Regions from separate parts of the Sus scrofa genome. Here region 2 is linked to region 1. Evidence: chromatin contacts called from public Hi-C data. All regions are on one chromosome and are shown on one strand. The core of a region is the stretch at or near the end of the contact, and the rest is flanking DNA. Distances in the headings are between cores, read along the strand shown.

Region 1 (4,987 bases), core at 2,211-4,710:
TGTTGCCGTGAGCTGTGGTGTAGGTTGAAGACGTGGGTCGGATCCTGTGTTGCTGTGGCTCTAGCACAGGCCAGCAGCTACAGCTCCAATTTGACCCCTAGCCTGGGAACCTCCATATGCCGCAGGTGCGGCCCCAGAAAAGACAAAAAACAAAACAAACAAAAACCAAAACAAAACACTTGATCAGTCAGCATTAGAAGATCTACTGAATTGACGCCTTATGTTGGAAGTTAGTAACTGAAGGGAGAAGCAAGCATTTCTTCTGCCTTCCTATACAAACAGTACCATTGGGTAAACGAAATTTAGAGGAAGTCTGTCTTCACAGAAAGAGTCCAGCAAGTAAGTGAAGAAAAAAATGATGGTGTTAGAATATTTTCCCTTATGACAGGATTAGAACGTGACCTCTAATGAATGAATACATTTAGACACTAATTATCAATCACTGGAAACATCACAAAATGAAAGGCAACTAGATGAGCTACACCTCCTGATGGAGGCTGAAACAGCAACTACGCTGAAGTGTGATCCAAGTTCTAGATCCAACGATGTCTTCAGGAGAAATGCAGTGAACAGCAGAACACGTGAAACTAACAGTGTAAAAAAAAAAAGATGGCATTTAAAAGACAATTAGAAATTTGAACACTGACAGGTTACATGATGATATTAAATAATTGTTATCACCTACTTGGGGTGAAATAGGGCCACTGAGGTTATGTTGAAGAAAATGCTTATCTTTTAGATATTAAAAATTATTTACAGATGAAATAGGATGTCTGGGATTTGCTCCAAAATAATAAAATAAAAAAGTGGGTCAGGGGTAAAGGGCAGGAGTACATACGAAGCAAGATGTTCTTGGGGTGATGCTGAGGGATCGGTATGTGGGGGGCCTGGTACCATTTTGTCTACTTTGGTGTATACTTGAAATTTTCCAAAGAAAAAGTTATTTAACAAAGACACACTAACACCTTTCCGAATAGTCTGACAATCTTGTCTAAGAGACAGCCGTCCTCCCACCCCTTGAGATCATTATCCTAGGGGGTCTCCCCGAATGGAAAAATACCCAGGGAAAAGCAACATCAGCATCTCTTTACAAACTAGTATAAAAGATTATTTCCTGAACTGTTTTTCCCCGTGAAAATACTGAGCGCCTGAAGGGAAGGGAAAAGGAAAAGCTCGGAGGAGGGAAAAGGAAGGGCTGAGTGTGGGCAGAAGAAAGGGAAGAACAATGCTGCCTTCTTACCATCTTCCTAAGGACTCTACTAATTGGCACAGGCATCTTCTTCGCGTGGGTTTTACTAAGAACTTTCCCTGGAGGCGGGAACAAAAAGGTTTACATTCTGAACGCACGGGTTAAAATTGCACAAGCGGCCCCTTTTCCATTGTCAAAGGCTAATAGAAACAGTTTCAGAGGCGGGCTCCTTCTCCATGGCTCAGTGTGCCAAGAAGGAGACCTCGTGGGTGGAGTCAGGGCCCAGTTGTGTCCGAAACCTGGGAACCGTCTAGACCTTTCCACAGGACAACGACGTGCAAACCAGGAGAGAGTAAGGCGTCACCTCAAGCCCTCAAGAGCATAGCTCTTTCATAGAAGATCTCTGGAAGAACACCAAGACACTGGTTGCCTCTGGGGAGGGAAGCTGGGGCACTTGGAATGGAGGGAGGGCAGAAAAAAAGGATGGCTTTATTGTCACCGCCAGGTTATGTTGTGGTGAGTGCCTTCAAATATATGATGACATTTTGCAAACAGCCTTTTGTTGACATAAGTGACTGTACTTTTTATCTTGAAATTAGACAGAAGACAGATGTCTGTTTGTTTAAGGGCTCCTTGGCTGGGCCAGCGGCTGGCACTACCTGCTGTTTGCATACTTTCTTGATTCTTCCTCCCTCCCCTCCCTACCCCACCCCGGTCTCCCTGAATCTAATTAGGAGGAGGAAACGGTGACTAAAACCACCAAGAACAGGATTGGAATAGTTCTATCGCAACTTCTAGAGGCATGACGTGGTATTGGACAGAGCTCCAATGCTCCCACAGGCGCTCCTCTAATAGCAAGGGCAGGGAACGCTATCTTTGAAAGCTCTTGTTCTACCTTAAACATTAAAGTGAATTCTGCAGTCTATGAAGAAGCACTTTGTTTTTACAGGACATGACACTGTAAGTTACTCTCAGGAATAGTGTCTCTCTGTGTGGATACTGCGGTCTTTAAGGAGCACACACCTTTCTGGAGTGTTAAGTCCAGTTGGTGTTTGTTTTTTCTCTTTGTTTCTTGAGGTTATTATTTGCTTACATTAAAATGTACCTGTTTTATTTTATTATTTTATTTTATTTTGCTTTTTAGGCCCAAACCTGCAGCATATGGACGTTCCCAGGCTAGGCGGAGCTGCAGCCGCTGGCCTAGCCACAGCCAAAATGTACCAATTTCAAACGTACTGTTTTCTTAATTATACAAGGTGTAACTATCACCATGATCAAGATATAGAACAGTTACTACCCCCCACCCCACCCCTGCCCTTTCTTTTTCTTTTTAAGGGCTGCACCTGCCATGGAAGTTCCCAGGCTAGGGGTCAAATTAGAGCTGTAACTGCCAGCCTACACCACAGCCACACCGGATCAGAGCTGCACCTGTGAACTACATGGCAAATGTTTAACCCACTGAAGGAAGCCAGCGATCAAACCTGCATCCTCACGGAGACCATGTTAGGTCCTTAATCCGCGGGGCCACAGTGGAAGCTCCAGTTACTTCCCCTTTGAAAGTGCTCCGTCCGGCTTCGAGTTCGGTCTTGGGACACCTGATTGGGCTTTACTGCTTTCTCTAACACCGTCTCTCTGGGTGACTTAGGAAATCACTTTACCTCTCCGGATGGAGTTCTGCTCTAGTACCATGAAAAATGTCGGAATAGATGAGTTACCGGGGATCCTGCAATACTTCAGTAAAATGAGGGGAAGGGGAAGGGCAAGGGTGCGAATCTCAGCCTTGCCTCCCCACACCTGTGGCACATCCTAGGGGAAAAAACCTGTGGTCGCAGCAGACTTGGGTTTCCAGCTCCTCTTTCGCTCGTGTGCACGTAACCCTTTCTAAGCATCCCTTTTCTCATTTAAAATAGCAGGCTTTTGAACAAGACCTATTTGTCAACTGCTGTGAGGAGTCTTGAGATGCTCCCGCACCCTTAAAGGCTGGTTGCGTTTTTATTGTGGCATAATATAAAGGCACTGCATTCAACCACCTCCACTACTACACGTTTACGCAGGCCGATTCTCACAACCGAAAGTGACGAGCAAAGTACCACGCACCTTTGTACCCACCTGGGGAAGCCGAAGCCTGTCCGCCTTCCTTCTGGGGCTCAGAGAAAAAATGGGCGTGCGTACATGTGCTTCCAAAGAGCGTCGCCAGGGGGCGGAATGGAAACCAGGAAGTTTTAACGCCTGTCGTACAAGCGCGACGTAAAGCGGGCCTGCTTTATGGCACGCTGCTTCTGCCGTAAAGCGCTGCCGGCGAGCCCGCGTGGGTCGGTTGGCGAGATTACTTCCAGGTGAAAAGCGGGCCCCTTGGAAGGGGGCGAAGTTGTGATCGCCATGGGCAAACGCGGGAGCCGGAGCCAGAGCCAGCTGATCAACACTCTGACTAAGAAGCAGAAGAAGCATCTCCGCGATTTCGGCGAGGAGCATCCCTTCTACGACAGGTGGGAGGGGCGCGGCTGGGGCCAGGGCAGCCGGCGTCTTCTCCCGCTGGGAGCCCGCGTGCTTTTCGGCGCTCGGTCCGCGGGTCCCCGGGACGGGGACGGGGACGGGGACGGGGCAGCTCCCGCCGCTTCCTGCGCGCCCCGCGCCGGCCTTGGTCGGCTGGGAAGACTGGCGGCTTCCGCCTGAGATGCGGTTCTTCACGGGTCTAACTTTGAGCTGATAACTCTATGCTAGACCGCACGCCTCCTTATGGGGCTGGTTTTCTGAATTTGTGTGTGTGCGTGCTTTCCAAGGATTGGTCCCACACGTGGGACCTTCGACATCACCGATCAATTCAATGACAGTGACGGAACTGATGTCTCGGTAGTTGTGGGTTCCTCTGTAAGTGTCCAGACTCTCAGTTATGATCCTACTTTAGTGCTCATCCCACCACTTTAGGCCGCTTTATCAACAATTAGAGGGACTTGCTGGAAGTGGTGAACCCCGAAGACTTTTATTTGACAGTTTTCCCATTTTTTGGATGAGAGCCAGGTATTGTGTGACTGCTATTTGTCATGTGACCTTGTTAAACTTTTTTTTTTTTATCGATTATTTTCTATTTGGCACATTCGTACAATCCTCGTCCCAGTACCTACGGAGTTTTTACGTGACTGTAGTTATGATGTGTTTATAATGTCTGCCATGTTCACTTAAAGTCCTATCTTTAGACATTTTTATTAATTGCCGAATACTAGTAGTTAAGAGTTTAACATTGCCTATTTCTTCTCAGGGTTTCCAGAAAGGAAGCAAAACCACAGATTTGTCACCTGGTAATGCTTTATGCCTTCTTTATGATAACTGATTCTGGGTTGTTACTTTTAAGGTTCTATATAATAGTACAGTTTGCCTGCACTTGCGTTCTTTTCGATTTTAGATGTAAGCTTTTATTTTGGTAATGTTGCTTAGCTTTGAATGCAGATGTTGGTTAAAATGCCATTGTGATAACTAATACAGTACCCAAAGTTTGACGTTGTCGTGAGAGATTAGCTTGTTAGGACCTGTTAAGCAGAGGGCTCTTGGTGAGTCTTAAGAGGGGAATGCCTTGTTTGCTTAACATACAATAGCGTGCGAAGTCATCAAAGGTCTTATTACCACAAATGCAGAAAAAAACTACTGCATTTTTTGTTGCAATTTTTCCTCTTGCTCCTTTAAATGTGCCAAATATCTGACACATAGGTTAATACAGACAACCTAAGCTCTGTTTTTAGACTTTCTCCTTGTGCAAGATTAGCAATTCAAAGAAGATGAAGAGCTTCTAGAATCATAGCTAGA
Region 2 (4,776 bases), core at 1,973-4,472, 47 kb before region 1:
TCACGGACCCAGGGCTCCATCCCCTCCCTGGGCTCCGTCCCCAGCAGAACTGGTGGTGACCTTGGTGGCCTCTCCCCGCAGTGCAGGGACCTGCATTCGGAACTAGACAACCTCAGTGACGAGTACCTCTCCTGCCTGCGCAAGCTGCAGCGCTGTCGAGAAGAGCTGAGCCTGGGCCAGCGGCCACCTCCCACAGTAAGAGGGGCAGTCCTCCCGCAGTGCTGGGGTGGTGGTGGGGGGAACAAAGCCGCCTTGCGCCTGATCTTGCCAATAGGATTGATCGGCCCGTGCCAACAGCTACCCAGCCTGCCCCGTTCAGCGTGGTTTACATTGAACAGACAGGACAGCAACCACGGGAGGAAAACTCCAGCTCCTGTCTCCAGGCCTAATTTTCATGGGGTTCTGGAGTCCGAAGAGAAAATCTTACTATTAGCATGAACGCACGCCCGTTGTAGCAACAGGGACAGAGTGAGGAGAGCAAAGGTGCCGAGGAAAAGAAACACAGAATCATCTAATTTTTCTGAGTGATTTTCCGCTTTTGATTATTTGTACCAGTATTTATGTACCTTTCCCCGCTGGCTGTGGCTCCCTGGGCCAGTGACCTTGGCTTAGAGGCCAGGGACCCCTAGTAAAGTGGTTTGATCCTCTGGGAGTAACAAAGTGAGAAACGGGTATAACATGCTTTTTCTCCTCCACCAACCCAAGGCTTGCCACAGGGCTGGAACAGGAAGAAGGAAGGTCATTTCCGCCTGTGTCTTCTCTGACCAGCCCACGGCCTTTCTCTCCTCTCCCCCTCCCTCCTCACAGAGACAGTGTGGTCGATGGCTCCCCGCGCTGATGGTACTGACTGCTATGGCACTGGCAGTGTTCCTGGCCCACAAGGACAGCCTGATGATCTGAATAACTGGTGACAGCTGCCGGGGCTGAAAATCAGAGGCAAGAAACGCCACAAAAAGACTCAGAAGGCTTGAGTACCTTTAAAGGTTTGGGTTTGTCCAATTCACTGAGATTTCTGACTTTATTGTTTTTCTACTCTGCTGTAACAACAAACAAATAAACTTCACCTGACAGTCTTTGTTCCTCAGAACTCTCAGCTCTTTGCTGAGTGACACATCACTCAGAGAGAAGACACTTAAGCCACCCGGTCTACTCTCCCTGGCCCAGGTCCGTTGGAGGTAAACCAACAAGCAGCAAAGCCCGGCCCTTTGATCCCTGGCAGACACTCCGCACACAGGGCAGGGATGGGTACACTTCCACACGCGGGCACGTTACTCGTCCTCCGGCACCTTCCCTCCTTCTCCACAATCCTTCCCTCTATCTTCCATCCAGTGAAAAAAACAACAGACATCTCAGCTAAATCCAGAGGACCCCTTAGCACAGAAATGGAAAATGTATTACAGCATTCTTCCCCAGTGTCTGGTACTTGAGATCATACCTATTTGCCGTCCTTAACAAGAGCTGATCACTTACCGAGCACCTTCTATGCGAGGAAAGAGTTACAGTCAGAGGGCCACAGCAGGCAGGGTGACCACCTCGGAGGAGATGCTGAGGTCAGCAAAGTCATTCTGAGTCCTACATCGAGTTCTAAGGTCCTTCTCCCAAGTATTTAGAATGTCCCTCAGGGCCGGGAACAAGCTCTCTGGGACGCTAAAGGAATAGAGCAAGACTGGTGGTTGACTGTGTCGCCAAGAGATCCGGGCAGTGAATACCCGTAGTGGAGTCAGGGCTAAGCAATTGTCACCTCCCTGGCTCACGTGAAAGGTATAGGGGACAGGATAGCCCAGGAGGATCCCAAACACAGTACAGAGATTCCAGTCTGAGGAACAGAGCCTGCTGCTGGAGACTGCCAGGGACAGGTCCGTCTTCAGTCCCTGCAAATGAGCGATGATCTCAGCCAGGAGGGCCTTCAAGTCCTGAAGCTGGTCCAGGGAGCAGACGGAAGGGTGAGGCTGAGCGCTGGAAACATCCACAAAGGCTACGGAACCAAGCAGCACCTGCTCCAAGTGCTGACACACACGCTCAGGACAGACAATCAGGCTGTCTTCTCCAATCTCAAGAATGTGAAGCCCCCGGGTCGGGAAGCCCAGGCCCTGCAGCTGCTCCAGATAGCTCTGGAGCTCTGCTGCCCCTGCACAGTTGCAATCATAGAGCAGAGCTGGCTTAAGTCCCCTGGCCACAGCCAGCACCTCTCCGGCTAGATGAAGGCACACGGCTCGGGGTGGGCCCCGGCTCCTCCCCATGCCCAGGGTCTGCTGAGCAGCTGCCACCAGCAGCTGAAGACTCAGTGTTGACATGGACTCTGGAAGCAACAGTAAGCATGGCCTCCTTAACTAGTCACAGTTCCCTCCCCTGGGCTGCATCTCTGAGCTCCAGACACTTGAAGAAGGGCCTAAAAACAAAGCAGTAGCAGGGGATTATTAGCACCAGCCAGTGACATACCAGGAAACCTGACAATAGCCTTCCCTTAAGTCTTACAGCATCTTCCAGAGGTCACTTCCCCTCCCTCTGCTTTGGAATGCTAACCCAGCCCAGATAAAACGGCATCACCAATGGCACCCTGATTTTTTGGTGACTTAGTCTCTCTTAGTTCCAAATTCAACTGTCTCTCTGGCCTTAAGGTTATATTTACACTCTCTCTGGCTTCCCTCCTAAATTTTCCTGTTGTAATTTACCTTCTCTGATTCACACCTGAAGGAGGTCGGGGCCGAAAAGAAGCAGAGCACTCTCTGGCAAAATTCAGAGCATTTCACCTAAAACTGTCCTCTGAGACAGAGTAGGTTCCACATGTACTCTTTTCATTGCCAACTCCTCTTTCTCTTCCGGCCAAGAATAGTTGTAAGAATAGCGGTCTGATTAAACGATACACACTAGAATGTGGACTACCAAACATCTCATGTTGAGACACAAAGTAAATAAGTTAAATTGGCTGGAACTGCAAGAGGCTTGTCTTGCAACTTCTGCAGGCCCCGCCTCCCCCTACTGGTGGACAGTCACTGGCCCTCGGACGACAGGCTCACCTCAACCCCCACGCCCTTTCCTGGGCACAGTACAGGGATTTAGTAAATGAGGCAGAGGTCTCCCTTGCACACACAGACGTCCTTCTACTTCCCCTGCAGATTCGCGGGCTCAGGAACCCCTTCCAGTTTCCTGCCCGCTGCCCGGAAGGCCGCGAGACCCTGTGCTCCGCCGCGAAGCTAGAAGTCCCGCCCGCAAGGGGAGGTCCCTTACCGCCCGCAGGGGCCGGGGAGGCGAGGTCTGCCTGCTGCGCATGCCCAGCACATGCCCTGTCCCGCCGCTTTCCGTAACGTCACCCGGTCCTCTCGCGCTCCCCGCGTAGGAACCACCGGCAGGCCGCGCGGCTGCATACCGGAAGTGCTGGTGCCTGAGGTCCGGCCCCTTCCGGCCCGGCTGATCCCGGCCCCGCCCCCCTGCGCCGGAAGAGGAAGGGAAGGGAGTGGACGGAAGGAGGCGGGACCGGTTGAAGCCGCCAGCTCTTCGCTTGTGTGTTGTTTTTAAGTCCAGTGTCCCGTTTGACCAGGGAGGCAGAAGCGGGGCACGCCGAGCAGAAACACCTTTGATTTGTGTCTGGAGAAGGACGCTTTCCCCTGCAAACGAAATATCTCAAGGCAAGCGACGTGTTTTGCGTGATACTTTCACCTGTGGGTGGTGCTGCAAAGTTTTTTTTGTTTTTGCTTTGACCTGCCTAAATCCTAAATTTGAGAGGCTGAGGTCTGAGAAGTGGGTGGAGAAGTGTCCTGGCCAAGGTTTGCTTTTTGTCTTTTTGCCTTTTCCAGGGCCTCTTCTGAGGCGTATGGAGGTTCCCAGGCTAGGGGTCTAGTTGGAGCTGTAGCCGCCGGCCTGCACCAGAGCCACAGCAACGCGGGATCCGAGCAGCGTCTGCGACCTACATACACCACAGCTCACGACAGCGCCGGATCCTTAACCCACTGAGCAAGGCCAGGGTCGAACCCGCAACCTCGTGGTTCCTAGTCGGGTTCGTTAACCACTGCGCCACGACGGGAACTCCAGGTTTGCCATTTCTAAGCACGGTGTGAAGGCATGAGTCTTCACCCTGGACACATGTGTACTAGGCCTGCTTTAGGTGCTGGAGGTACTTACTGCAGTGTACATAACAGACAAAAACCCCTCCTTCCTGGAGCTCAGTTTGGTCGAATTCTGTTTGCTGACTTCAAAGTGAGAAATAAGAGGCAGAGATGCAGACACTTTTTTTTGTTGTTGTTGTCTTTTTAGGGCTGCACCCGTGGCATATGGAAGTTCCCAGGCTATGGGTGGAATCATAGTTATAGCTGCCAGCCTCCCCCACAGCCACAGCAATGTGGGATCTGAGCGGTGTCTTTGACCTACACCACAGCTCACAGTAACGCTGGATCCTTAACCCACTGAGCGAGGCCAGGGTTCGAACCCATGTTTTCATGGATACTAGTCGGGTTTATGAACCGCTGAGCCACAACGGAACCCCCTAAACACTTTTCAATCAAATCATCAGGTAAAAACAGTTATTTCACTGAAAGTTTAACTTCTTTACCAGCATTATGACCCATCTCACAGAGGGAAAGAATTTCTTGAAAAAATTTGTCTCTGAATAAATGGCCGAAGTTCATTGATAGATAATAAATAGGCAAAGGCTAAGGGAACTGCAGGCGCCTACACAGGCTCCATCTTAGTAGTATCTGCAGACTGTGTAGAGACCCCTGAGGAATAAAGGTGGGGCCAGCCTGCAAGGAGGGCAAGCTTGTAGGGGCTCCCATTCTAACC

Evidence for each region. A called contact is a pair of places that touch in the nucleus more often than the background predicts.
Region 2: a Hi-C map of liver shows a contact between it and region 1, with 7 times the contacts expected there. The contact joins the promoter of C9H1orf74 here to the promoter of DIEXF in region 1. A contact is called at or near these places in 1 of 5 promoter capture datasets (liver), 7 of 47 Hi-C or Micro-C datasets (alveolar macrophages, heart right ventricle, liver and 1 more) and 2 of 2 datasets of contacts at active chromatin or transcription factors (alveolar macrophages and skeletal muscle).

The regions. Positions count from the first base shown.
Region 1 is chr9:133,139,731-133,144,717 of Sscrofa11.1, reverse strand. DIEXF (digestive organ expansion factor homolog) reads left to right here and starts at 3,460. Exons shown (of 12, transcript XM_003130420.6): 1 at 3,460-3,675; 2 at 4,446-4,485. The coding sequence starts at 3,569. It overlaps LOC102159985 (a long non-coding RNA gene), which reads right to left and starts at 3,434. Exons shown (of 3, transcript XR_305746.3): 1 at 3,299-3,434; 2 at 1,241-1,308; 3 at 184-587.
Region 2 is chr9:133,186,317-133,191,092 of Sscrofa11.1, reverse strand. C9H1orf74 (UPF0739 protein C1orf74 homolog) reads right to left here and starts at 3,222. Exons shown (of 3, transcript XM_021063892.1): 1 at 3,018-3,222; 2 at 1,471-2,389. The coding sequence starts at 2,294. The coding sequence ends at 1,503. It overlaps TRAF3IP3 (TRAF3-interacting JNK-activating modulator), which reads left to right. Exons shown (of 15, transcript XM_021063884.1): 14 at 82-195; 15 at 808-1,073. The coding sequence ends at 900.